Regions from separate parts of the Canis lupus genome. Here region 1 is linked to region 2. The links are chromatin contacts, called in public Hi-C maps. All regions are on one chromosome and are shown on one strand. Each heading gives the region's core, a stretch centred on a gene start, on an enhancer-like site or on the middle of the called end of the contact. The rest is flanking DNA. Distances are from core to core; before and after follow the strand shown.

Region 1 (6,203 bases), core at 2,836-5,335, 180 kb before region 2:
ACTAACTGGAATTTAAATAAAAACTCTAAAAAATGACACATGACCTATGTAAAAAATAATAAAAAATATTAATAAAGTAAAAATCACCTGAAATCTGTCTGCGTTGTGAAAAACATCATTGGCATTTTTATTTATTATTTATTTATTTATTTTTAAAGATTTTATTTATTTATTCATGATAGTCACACAGAGAGAGAGAGAGAGAGAGAGAGAGAGAGAGGCAGGGACACAGGCAGAGGGAGAAGCAGGCTCCATGCAGGGAGCCCGACGTGGGATTCGATTCCGGGTCTCTAGGATCGCGCCTCGGGCCAAAGGCAGGCACCAAACCGCTGCACCACCCAGGGATCCCCATCATTGGCATTTTTAAAAAATATTTTATTTATTTATTTAGAGTGAGCAGGAGAGAGAGGGAGAATCTGAAGCAGACTTCTCGCTAAGCCCAGAGCCCAGCTCGGGGCTCAATGTTATGACTGGGAGATCATGACCTGAGCCAAAACCAAAAGTCAGACACTTAACTGACTGAGCCACCCCCCACACCGCCCACCACATCCACCCACACTTGATATTTTTGATGTTTCTTTTAGGTAATTCTGTGCATATAAGCACACAGAGTAGGAATGTTGACTATTGACTTATACATTAATGGGATCATAATATGCCTATTCCTTTATAACTTGCTTTGTTTTTCTTTCAGTGGTGAGCATTTTCCTATCCAGTTATAAATATATACTCTTAAAAGTTTTTAAATGTTAAATTATGAAAGTTTTATATACTCATAATAAAATGCAAATAACAATATAAAATTAGGAAAATGAACATTCTTCCCCCACCTTCTAATCCCATTCCCCAGTGATAACTACTTTTAACTATTTTGTGCACAGTCTTCTAAATTTTGCAATATATACATAAATTATATAAGTAGATACTTTTTAACATAAATGGGATCACATGATACATGTTGGTCTTCAATGGGTTTTTTCATTTCATGACTGTGTCTTGAACATCTTCCCATGTCCATGTGTATGTAATAGCTGCAGAGTATTCTGTATAGATACATTTAGTCACCTTCTGATGATATTTAGATTGTTTTCAATATGTTGATATAACTGCCTGAGTATTCTTTTATTCATTTTTATTCTTTTTTTTTTTTCATTTTTATTCTTTTTTTTCATTTTTATTTTATTTTTTTAAGCCTAATATAGGGCTTGATCTCATGACCCTGAGATCAAGACTTGAGCTGAGATCAAGAGTCAGATGCTTAACTGACTCTTAAGCCACCCAAGTTCCTCATCACTGGCTATTCTAGTAATATATCTTGGTATACCTCTTTCATTGTTGCTAGAACATAAATTCCTGGAAGCAGATCAAAGGATATGCATGCTTAATATTATTTGAAATCTTAGTATTTTATTTTGTAAACAATGATATTCAATGACGCTACTATATTTCAATTTTATTGAAATATTAGAATCTATTTAAACATTCTATTTTATGGTGACGTTTCTGTTTTTACAACCACAACACAATAAGCATTTTTGTATGTGATCATGATATCAAATAATATTAGAAGAGATGCCTAAAGGAGTAATTACTGAGTCAAAAAGTTTGAATTTCTTTTTTTTTTAAAGATTTTATTTATTCCTGAAAGACAAACAGAGAGAAAAGCATAGATATAAGCAGAGGGAGAAGCAGGCCCTCTGGGGAGCCTGATGTGGGACTCTATCCCAGGACCCCGGGGATCATGACCTGAACCAAAGGCAGATGCTCAACCATGGAGCCACCGAGGTGCCCCCAAAAGATTGGACTTCCTTTAACTTAATTCACATTCCTAAAAATTGTTTTCCAGAAAGATATAGCAATTTATGTTCTGACCATTAACATTCTACTATTAGTAAAATTGAGGATGGGCATCTTTTTGCACATTTACTAGTCATTGACTTTTCTTCTGTGAATTGCCTGTTCATTTCTATTTTTCTATTGGGTTGTTAATTCATTGACCCAATAAACAAATATTTGATCACCTGTTGTGTTAAGTACTATTCTAGGTGCTGGAGATGAATATGACCATAAACAAAACAGACCAAAAATATACTCTAGTCAGAAGTAGGAGTGCAAAAAATAAACAACTGTATGTCAGGTGGAGATGGTACAAGCAAATAAAGCAGGTAATAAGATTAAGAGTGTAAGAAATGCTATTTTATATGGGTGGTCAGGGAAGGTCTCCCCTTGAACAGAAGCCTGGAGTACATGAGGAAGCAAGCTATTCAGAGCTTCCTGGGAATGAAAACTTATGGCAGAGGGCACAGTATGTTCTTTGTAAATTCTGGATATTAACTCTTTCCAAGAATATCTCTTGCCTCTCATGGTTGTTTATAGTGTCCTGTATGGAAGTTTTAATATTATTGAGCTCAAACTTGTCAAACTTTTCATATTCATGATTTCTGGGTTTTCTGATTAAGAAGAACTTTTCTACCCCCAAATAATAAAAGTATTTTCACAGATTCACTTCTATTATTTTTATGCTTTGATTTTTTAACAGCTTTGTTGAGGTATAATTCATGTATCACAACATTCACCCATTTTGAGTTCACAATCCAATGATTTTTAGTAAATTTAGAGTTGAATAATCATCACCACTATAGTTTTAGAACTGTACTTTCATTTCACTTTATATATAGCTTTTATCTATTTATTTGAGAGAGAGAGAGAGAGAATGAGAGTGTGCACACACACATGCACATGTGTGGGGAGAGGGGTAGAGGGAGAGAATCTTCAAGCCGATTTCTTGCTGAGTTCTGAACTGACTTCAGGCTCAATCTCACCATCCTGAGATCATGACCTGAGCCAAAATCATCAGTCAGGTGCTTAACCAAGTGAGCCACCCAGGTGCCCTCGTTATATATAGCTTTTAATATGTCTGAGATTCATTTTAGAATGTGGTGTGAAGCGAAAGACCTAAGCTTTTCTTTTTTTCCCTATTGATTTGAAATATCCTCTTTACCACATGCTCAACTTCCATGTATCCATGGACCAGTTTCTGGTCTTCCTGTTCCAGTGGTCAAAAAGAGACAGGGTTTTATTTGGTCCGTGGAGTTTTCAAAATTTGGGAACTTCACATAAAAACCCAGATATTTGGCTTTTCTGGAAAAACCAGAAGCTCCAGCAACTATCTGCTGGAAGCCAGTAGAGACCAATCATTTTAGATGGACATTGTTGCTTGCCCCTTTCCTTTCCTGGGAGGGGTCTTGTAACATAAACAGCAGGCATGTATGGGGCAAACTGGGATAATGGTCACCATGCCTGCTGTCCCAGCATAATTATTAATTGTGTCTCTTTTCTTTTAAAAGTGTTATGGTTTGGGTGATAAATAAGACACAATCTCCACCATTCCTCATTGCATTACACCGAGGCATTCTTTCATTAATGGTACAAGACCCCTTTTAGGAAAGGAAAAGGGGAGGCAACAATACAATTCTGACACAGAGGCTTGCCAAAAGAATGATTACATGGGCTCAGAGTAGAGAGAACATATTGTCTGGTGGGGAGAAATTAGGACAAGTTTCCTCTAACGAAGGATAAGAGGTCATAATTTACCGATCCCTTTCCATTATTTCACTTAACTTCACAACCTACCCACTTACACAACTTCGTCAATTTATTTCTGCATGGATTTTGTTGTCTTCTGCTGTAGCCTGCATTCCAAAACAGGGACCTAGTTAGTCTGTTTTGCTCACCACTGTATTCACAGTGACCGGTTCTGGCCGAGCACAGAGCAGGCCCCTAGGAACTACTTACCGGCTGAACACGTTCCCAGGAGCTATTGATCGAAGGAACTAAAAGAAAATTAAGGGGCAGAGAGCCGAGGTCCCTCTGCACCGAGTCAGAGGCCGAGAGAGGCAGGCAGGAATCAGGCTAGGCAGCTTGATTCCTGGACTGGAGCCCAGGATTTTTCCTAGCCAATTGGCTGTAACCTCCCCAAACAGGCAAGAAATGGGAGAATGCGCACGCAGAACTTGTCTTTGACCTCGGGGCACCTCGCTGAAATGCTGGACCGAGCGGCTCCAAAAGCAAGTGCTCAGAAAACTCCACATCTGTCTTTCTCACCTGCCCCGCCAGCGAGCAAGACTACATTTCCCAGAAGGCCCCGCGGCGCGCACGGCCCCTGCCACGCGGCTTGCGCCTCCGCCGTCGGCCCACTGGGGGCGCTGCGGCGACCCCTCCGCCGTCCCGTAGAAATCTCCGCGGCCCCGGGGCCGCTTGCTTCCTGTTTGTCGGACGAGGAGACATGGCGGCGGCGCCGGCGGCTGCTGGGTCTGGGGCCGGCCGAGGGCGACGGGCAGCGGCAACGGTAGCGGCTTGGGGCGGATGGGGCGGCCGGCCGCGGCCTGGCAACATCCTGCTGCAGCTGCGGCAAGGCCAGCTGACCGGCCGGGGCCTGGTCCGGGCGGTGCAGGTACGAAGCCGGCCCGGAGGGGCGGGGCGGGGCGGACCGGGCGGGAGCTGGCGGGGGGCCGGAGAAGAGGCCTTTCCAGGCCGCCGCAGTATGGGCCCGACCCCTCTTGGCTGGCCGCGGGGCCTTCCTGCAGGCTGTCCGGATGCTGTCAGCCGCCGCGGGGCGGTGGGCAGCAGCCGGCTGGAGGGCCCGGTTAGGGGCCGTGCGGCACTGGGCTGCATCGGGCATCGATGGCGTGTACCAGCCCGGGGCCGGGCTCCTGGATCCTCCCAACCCTGCGCCACGTCTACACATCTGGGAGACCCTGGACGAGTTTGCTTTAGCTTCTAAGGGCCTCGAGTTTCTCCCCCGTGAATTGGGCGGTGGGTCATTATTGCAGCCCCCGAACGGTTCTCAAGCCTATCATAAATGTCATTCTCTCAGAGAGGCCTTTGCTTGACACTACCCCCCACCCCGGTTCCAAAATAGGTCCCCATTGTTATTCAGTCACAGCCCTGAATTCATTTCGCTCACATTACTTTCTTAGTCTGTAATTACATATTTCTTTGTTGTCTACCCTTTTTCTCGCCTGTATCCCATGTTCGTCTGAGCTCCAAGGGGTGCAGGGACTGTATCTGTTTTGCCGACGTCGAACGTCATGGTTAAGAGCGAGGACTTTGGAGTCAGGCCTGGATTCAGAGCCTTGCTTGAACAAGTTACCTTTTGGTGCCTCGGTTTTCTCATTTGTAAAATGGAGCTGATAATTAGTAACCTGCCTCCTAAGGTGCAGTGAGGATCAATGGAGAATTTGTGTAAAGCGTTAAGTGCATTTTTGTTGCTTAGTAAGACTTGAAGGATAATCAGTTAATGCTGTACTTGGTATCTGGCTTATAATAGGGGCCCAATATATGATTAGTACTTTTTGAATGAATGAAGGACACTGCTTTAGGGTAAGGCAGGATGAAGAGACCTAGGGTCTTCGCTACCCCCCACCCCCTTCATTCCCAGAACTTAGGTTGCAAACACACCTGTAAAAAAATTAATTTAAAGACAGCTTTTGCATATAAAAACTTTTTGAAGGATACACAAAAAACTAATAAAGTGGTTGGTGGAGTGGGTGGCAATTGAGTAGATGGGGGAGGGATTGGGAGTGAGATTTTTCACACTATACTACTATATAGCCATTTCAATATTACTCCTATCATTAACAGGACAAAATAAAGATAAAAACTAGGTGGTCTCTGTGTTAGTGGGTTACAGATGAAGAACCAGTTCTGGGTGAGCAGTATTTTCCTGAACATCAGATAATCATAGTTGAGCAACTTTTTCCCCCTTGCGTTCTTCTCTATCTGCCTTCACATCCTGGAAAGACTTGCTCTTTAAACCAGAATGCTTTACCTAGCTGGGTTGTAGAGACAGGCAGAAAGGGAGCTAACTCACCTTCACTGAGTACCTACTTCAGATCAAAGATTGTGCAAGTATACAATGTCTTCATTTAATCTTCAGTCTTTTGAATGAGGTGTCAGGACTCCTCTCAACACAGATGAGGCTCAGAAAATTTAGGTGATCTACTAAACACCCATTTTTTTTTTTTTAAGATTTTATTTATTCATGCGAGATGCAGAGAAAGAAGCAGGCTCCTCATAGGGAGCCCAACTCGGGACTCCATCCCCAGACTGGGATCACGCCCTGAGCGGAAGGCAGTCGCTCAACTCCTGAGCCACCAGGTCCTACTCAACACGCATCTTGCAAATCCTTTACATTCTGAGGG
Region 2 (6,825 bases), core at 1,364-3,863:
CTCAAAAACATTTTTAAGTGATAATAGTAGGCATAGATTAGGTAAAACTATTTATGAACCACATTTATGTGTATCAATAAGAATGAAGAAAACTGAGTATTATGAGCATTTAGTTTTGTTTTGGGGGGTTTTGTTTTGTTTTGGTGGAGGTGTTGAAATCTGGAGGTTTTGCTGACACATATTCTAACTACAGAAGAAGTTCAGAAGATTAAAAGATGAGCATGGACTGAATGATCAGGGAGTTGTGTAGAATTGGTGGAATTTGACTAGGTAGAGAGGAGCAGAAAGAAATAGGCAAAGGCAAGGAGATAGGAAAAAAACCTTTGTGTATCCAGTATATCAATGAGAATGACTTGTCTAGAATAAAAGGTGTGGTAGGGAATAGCAAGAGGTAAGAATAGAGAAGTGAGGTAAAGCTAATTATCCAGACCTTGAAAGAAAGGTAGAATTTTAATCTGAAATTGGAGGAACCATGGAACTTGAAAGTTTTTGAAGTGACATATGAAAGTAGTATTTCCAGAATATCAATATAATAGTTTTTATTTTAGATAACTCTAAAGAGAGATTGAAGGTGGATGAGCCCAGGGGACAGGAGAACCAATTAGGAGGCTGCTTCCTTGAATTAAAAGGTTCTGCGGGAAAGGAAGAAAAGGTAATCAGAGACATTTTGAAAGAGTATTTAACAGAATTTTGTGAAATTCTGTCTGTTCAGACTGTGGGGTCAGGGAAAATGAAGAGTATAGCTATCAGGAGTATAGATTCTGTAGTCCAGACTACCTTAGTTCAAATCCCAGATCCACTGCTATGTAGCTTTGTGACCTTGTGCAAGTTAACCTCCCAATGCTTGTTTTCTTCTTTATATAATGGGGATATCAGTCTCTACATCAAATCAAACAGGATGTGTGCTGAGTATGCAGTAAATAATCTTAAATGAGATATGTAGATAGAAAAGAATCTATCTATGGTTGATAGATCTTTTTAGAGGAGAAGATGATGAAAGAGATTTAGTTTGGGATACTGCCATTGACAGGGATTAGAAAATTAAGATGAAAGCAGATTTGGGAGAGAAAATTGGTAAATCCCAGTCACAGTCATGTTAAATATGGTCTAACATCAAGGTGTGTGAATAAAATGGTCTACAGACCTATGAAATTTGGGATCAACGCATAAGTGGGATCCTGGGCACAGGGGTAAATATATAGAAGTTATTATTATAGAAATAGACATAAAACAAATGAACTCATGATGGGGAAAAAATATAGAGAAGGAAGAGAAGTGAAAACAGGTCTGAGGATTCAAACTTGGACACTGCCTGTAACAGTCAACCACTCCACGCTTGATTCAATCCTGTCTTGCATTACTCAGTAATTGTTTTGTCCACGTTGTTCTTATTGTTATCACACTAACCACCATTTATTGAATGCCTACTGTGCATCAGGCACTCAATAACGTAACACTCATCACCTGCTTTAGACCTCAAACAAACCTAGAGGCAAGTATTATCTGCATCTTGCAGACAAGAAAAGGAATCACAGGTTTAAAACTGCTTAAGACCACACAGTGAATGAGCGGTAGACACAGGATCTAAATCTAGATTTTTCTGGGTTTGATTCATTGCCCACGCTCATCCCACTATCAAACACAGTGCTGCCTCCCAACTCCTTGACCCCTTACCCGGACTGAGGGCAAGAGCAAAGAATTTTCCTCACACATTCTTAAAGACAGAGGCCTATCTCAAAATTTCTGAGTTATGAAAATCCCAGCCTAACTTCTTTTTTTTAAACGTGGCATTTTAGTGACTTGTTCAGTCTTACGTTGCGTAATTTTCACTGGGATTTATGAAACATGAAAAGCAGATCTGGGACTCCGTTACTAATTTAGGGGACCCCAGGATGGGAACCAGACCGGCTACTGACCCTCAACAGTTGAGACTAAGTCACACGGTAAAAGGTGTGAGGAGGCAACAGTTGAATTGGCGTGCAAGTGAGCAAAGAAAGTTGTGTGGCTCTTCTTCCCTCAAGGCGCCCCTTCACCTCTGAGAACCCATCCTCTCGTGTTTGGAACTCTCCTTTTCTCGTGGAACTTTCGCTCTCCTCAAGGAAGCCCCATCTCCTCACGAAATTTCCAAGTTGCCAAGGAACTCAACTCCTAGAGAACCCTCAGCTCCTCACAGAACCTTCCTCCTCCCCACAGAAGCCCCGAGTCCTCCCGGAACTCCTTTTCTATCTCCTCCAAGAACCTCATCTCTTCACGGAGTTGGGAAATCCCAACTCCGCCAAGGAACCCCTATCTCTTTTTTTTTTTTTTTTTTAAGGAACCCCTATCTCCACACGAAACCCTCGTTCCCCACGCACAGCGCCCATTTCCTCACTCGTCTGGAAACCCCACTTCTCCCCTCACTGACCCTGCCCAGGGCCGTCCGGGCCCCGCCTCACCTCGCGGCTGCTCCACCGAGCGCCGGTGCAGCTCGCGGTAGCGCTGCAGCGACGGGACGTGCGCGGAACGACTGACCTCGGGCGGCGGAGACCAACTCCGCACCCGGTTCCGGGTTCCAGCCTCCTCCCGCTCCCCGCTCCCGCTGCCGCTCCGGCTCCGCTCCTCCGGAAGCCCCATAGCGTCAAGCTCCAAGAGCTGTAAGAGCCTTCACCGTCGCTCCTAGCGCCTGGGCGAGGAAAACAGGCTGGCCGAGGGGCGGGGCCTTATGCGAGAAGGAGAGAGCAGGCGGGCGGGGGCGGGGCGGAGGCAGACCCGGCAGTGGACGGCTTGGAGGGGCGGGGCCACGCCCGATATGGGCGGGACCAGGGCTAGCAAATAGGGAGAAGTCGAATATTGCTTGAGGGCTAGGGGCGGGGCTGACTGCGGAAGGGGTGGAGCCGTAGAGTGAGCAGAAGGGGCGGAGCCGGGAGTGACAAGAGAGGTGGAATTTTGGAGTGACAGAGGAGGGGAAGGGCCAGGCGTGACAGTAGAGGAGGTGGGTCCTCTCGTCATGGAGTGACGGGGAGTGGCGAGGCTGGATGTGACAGGAGAGGAGGGTGGATCATGGAGTGACCGTGGTCGGGTGGGGTCTTGGAGTGACAGATGAGAAGTTGGGTTAGGGCGGGGCTCGAGCCGGAAAGAACTGGGCAACGGAGAGGAGTTGGATCAGGCCCATAATGGAGCCGCCCCGTGATCTGATTGCACAAGCCTGTCACCCCACCGAGTTGGAAAGCCGGGTGGAGTAGGGTCCTTTGTGGGTGACAGCCTTCCCCTCTGAGAACTATTCCCCAATTCTGAGTAAACCCTTCCCCTCTGTCCCCAGGAAAAACTCCTCCCACATTGCTGAGGGCACGGCCTGGGGACAGGATGCCCTCTCTGCTAACCTTGGGACCAGCTCAGATTTTCTCCCACCCCAGCCCAGATTTTTTTTTACTTCTTCATTCTCCCTGCCTCCGCAAATTTCCATCCAGAGGTAAATTACAAGACAAGTGAAGACTAGGAGGCCCTTCAGGTCGTTGCTAATGAACCCACCTCCTCATTGCACAAATGGTAAACTCAGGGAAAGGAAAAAACTTTTGCAACAGAGCAAACAACAACCAGGTTAGGGCCAAACCTAGGTTTCCTGACTCCCCTTATCAGGCTGAAGGTAATACTTGTAAAATATTAAAGTCTATGCAAAACAGAAAAAATTGCTCACACCCTTCTTTCCTTCCCAATCTCTTTACTTCAAGAAACCTCTCCCACCTGGCACAACTGGGTTCAATTACTTCTGGCTTCCCTCCATCCTTTCTACTCCAGAAAAGTGAGGCCAGGCAGCACCCTCCATCTTCCACTTACACTCACCACCAAGAAGGGCCCACCTCACCCATCAGTTGACAAAATAAGCTATCAAAACAGGAAAGCTCCTTAGATATCTAACTCCAAGAGTAATTCTGAGGGTCAAAGAAGGCAGACCTCACCTCCTGAAGCCTACACAGGGCTTGTTATCCCATCTGGCCCAGGCTTTCTTCCCACCTACTCCCTTGTTCTTTGCCCAGCTGACCACAAGTCTAACACAACCTAAACTGAGAAAAAAAACTCCCCATGGTCAGACCTACTATCTAGAACCTATCCAATTCTGAAAGGAAAGTCTCAGGGCTCCTACTCATAGAGTAGACATGGACCCCACTGAGGAGACAGATATTTCATCAAGAAGGCATTAACTGCACTGAAGGGGGACACACTTTACTGAAGGGACTCCTTTAAGGGAACACAGATCTTGCTGAGGGATGTCAGATCTCACTGAAGGGCTGTGTACCCTGCTAATAGGGCCTAAATGGCATTGAAAATCTCTGATTCTACTGAGGGGACATGGACTTCCTCTTAGGAGATACAGAAGATATAGACTTAACTAAAGAGACATAGACCCCACTAGAAGACTCAAATCCCACCAAGGGGCTTCTCACTACGCTGAGGAAATGGACACCACTGAGGGAGCACTGACCTCACTTAGTGGAGAGAGGCGCTACAGGGTGAGGTCAGAGTTTACTGAAGCATAACAAGCCCTACAGACCTTCTGAGGAGAACCTCTCTGTAGGGAGAAAGGCACAGGCAATGGACACACAGTCCTACTATATAGACAGTCATTCTCCTTCCTTCCTTCCTCAGCCCTGAGCTCTGGTCAGCCCTCTCCTCTCTTCCCTCCCCAAACCCTTCTCCTAAATCCTAAAGCTGTTCTCAATACACTGCTGCCTCCTGCTGTCTACAGATGGCACTGCAACTGCTGGGCCTATTGTAGAATTTCACAGTTCCGCAGTTATTACCTGTGAGCCTAGATCCTGGGGATGGGGAAGGAGAGGATGTGTGCCCAGGAGCTTGGCCAGCCCCTTCCCTCTGCCTGTGGACTATGCAGCAATAGAAATTCGGGCAAGAGGCCTCACAAGAGAGGGAGCCCCGCCATCCTTAGAGATGGAGTAGTCATGTAAAGTATAATGTAGCTGGAATTCCTCAGGGTGGGAAGAGAATGGACTGGGTTGGACGAGATGAGAACTCATGAGATTAAGGAAATAATAATAACAATAATCATAATTATGGCATTTATTGAGTAGATGCCACATCTTATACTAAGCACTGTCTAACATGTTATTTAATCTTTGCAACTATCTGAGATAAATACTATTATTTTCTCCATTTTACAGATGAGGAAACTGATACTCCAGGAGATTAAATCTCTTGCCTAATACCTTTTTTTAAAGGATTTTATTTATTTATTCATGAGAGACACAGAGAGAGGGGCAGAGGCATAGGCGGAGGAAGATGCAGTCTCCATGCAGGGAGCCTGATGTGGGACTCCATCCCAGGACCCTGGGATCACGCCCTGAATCAAAGGCAGATGCTCGACCACTGAGCCACCCAGGGGCCCCAATATTATATCTTTTTGTTCACCATTGTATCCCCAGTCCTAGCATAGAGCCTGGCACATAATAAGTGCTTAATATAGCTTTATTGACTGATCAAGTAGTCAAAGATGTTATTGCTACCTTTATTGTTTAATCTTAGCTAATTAAGATATTTTCCTTTCTAGTCTATTGGATTCATATGTTGAGATTGCTAAATTATGTCTTTGGTAAAAAACTAAGGCTAGCAACTTTGATAGATAGCTCCTAGAATGCCCCTCTGGTACAGTGAATGATCTTAGAGTTCAAAGAGAGAAATAACCACTGAATAAATCACTAAGCCCTGTTGGGGCCACATAATCATTTTTGAAGTAGCTTCCACTTTTAACTGATTTGAATTTTTGATAAGCAATTTTATTTGGAATTTTAAAGTTAATTTATCTATGAGTTTCTTGTAGAAAACTGATCTAAATGCATAGTGTTGTCAAATTTATTTTTCTGCATTCTGTTCATATATGTATGCATTTTCTACTTGGTTGAAATAATCTTGGTATAAAATAAAAAAGGTTCTAAATCCATTTAATAAAAAATAAATAAAAATAAATCTCTTGCCTAATATCACAGTTTGTAAGTGGTAGCACAGGGAATAGAACGCAGACACCTAGACTACAGAGATACATTTCTCTCCCATTTATCACCCTCCCATACACACACACACACACTCCACCCCACTCCTGCCATACCACAACCACCATTATTTCTCTCTCCAAGTGTCCCTCCCTGGCCACACCAAACCTCTTAAAATGACGGTAAATATCCAGATTCCAGAGACCCCATCTCAGCCTATAAATCATGATCTCTAGAGAGAAATCTGGGGGTCTGCTTTTATTTATTTTTTTGGGGGGGGGTCTGCTTTTAAAGATCCTAACGCACACTCAAGTTTGGACTCACTGTCCTATGCTAATAGGTAGGGGTCCTAGAAGGGGTTGATTGAAAGAGGAATCTGAGAAGTTTTGGGGGTCAGGGGGGAGATGTGACGTTCGAGGAGAGACATCTGAGGAGGAATCTCTAAGTGAAGCAGTCTGGGGATGAAGTAAGGGTAGGACTGTGTGTGTGTGTGTGTGTGTGTGTGTGTGTGTGTGTGTGTGTGTGAAGGACAAGTCTATTGAAAGAGGGGTCTGGGGTCGGAGGAGGAGTCTGAGATCAAAGTCCAAAGAGGAGTCTGGGGCCGAGGACGGGTTCGCGGTCAGTGGAAGAAGGTCTGTGGGCTGAGGAGAGAGTCTGGGGTCTGAGAAGGATTCTGGCTCAAACTGGACGGAGGAAGGGGTTTGGCCCTTGGGCTGCATAGAGTGTCCCTAGCCGCTAAGGTCGCGCTTGCAGCGCTCTTCTCCACCCCCACCCCAGCCCCCGCGCGCTCTCAGGACCGCTCTCCAGGCCCTGTGCGGACCGCGCACCGCCCACCTGCCGGTACACT

What was found. A called contact is a pair of places that touch in the nucleus more often than the background predicts.
Region 1: a Hi-C map of blood shows a contact between it and region 2, with 12 times the contacts expected there. The contact joins the promoter of TRPC4AP here to the promoter of ACSS2 in region 2. A contact is called at or near these places in 3 of 9 Hi-C or Micro-C datasets (amygdala and blood).

What each region holds. Positions count from the first base shown.
Region 1 is chr24:24,621,345-24,627,547 of UU_Cfam_GSD_1.0, reverse strand. TRPC4AP (short transient receptor potential channel 4-associated protein) reads left to right here and starts at 4,085. Exons shown (of 19, transcript XM_038572091.1): 1 at 4,085-4,453. The coding sequence starts at 4,286. LOC119865658 (a long non-coding RNA gene) reads right to left here and starts at 4,151. Exons shown (of 3, transcript XR_005377786.1): 1 at 3,796-4,151. LOC119865659 (a long non-coding RNA gene) reads left to right here. Exons shown (of 3, transcript XR_005377787.1): 3 at 1-38.
Region 2 is chr24:24,437,853-24,444,677 of UU_Cfam_GSD_1.0, reverse strand. It overlaps ACSS2 (acetyl-coenzyme A synthetase, cytoplasmic), which reads right to left and starts at 2,613. Exons shown (of 19, transcript XM_038572092.1): 1 at 2,436-2,613. The coding sequence starts at 2,613.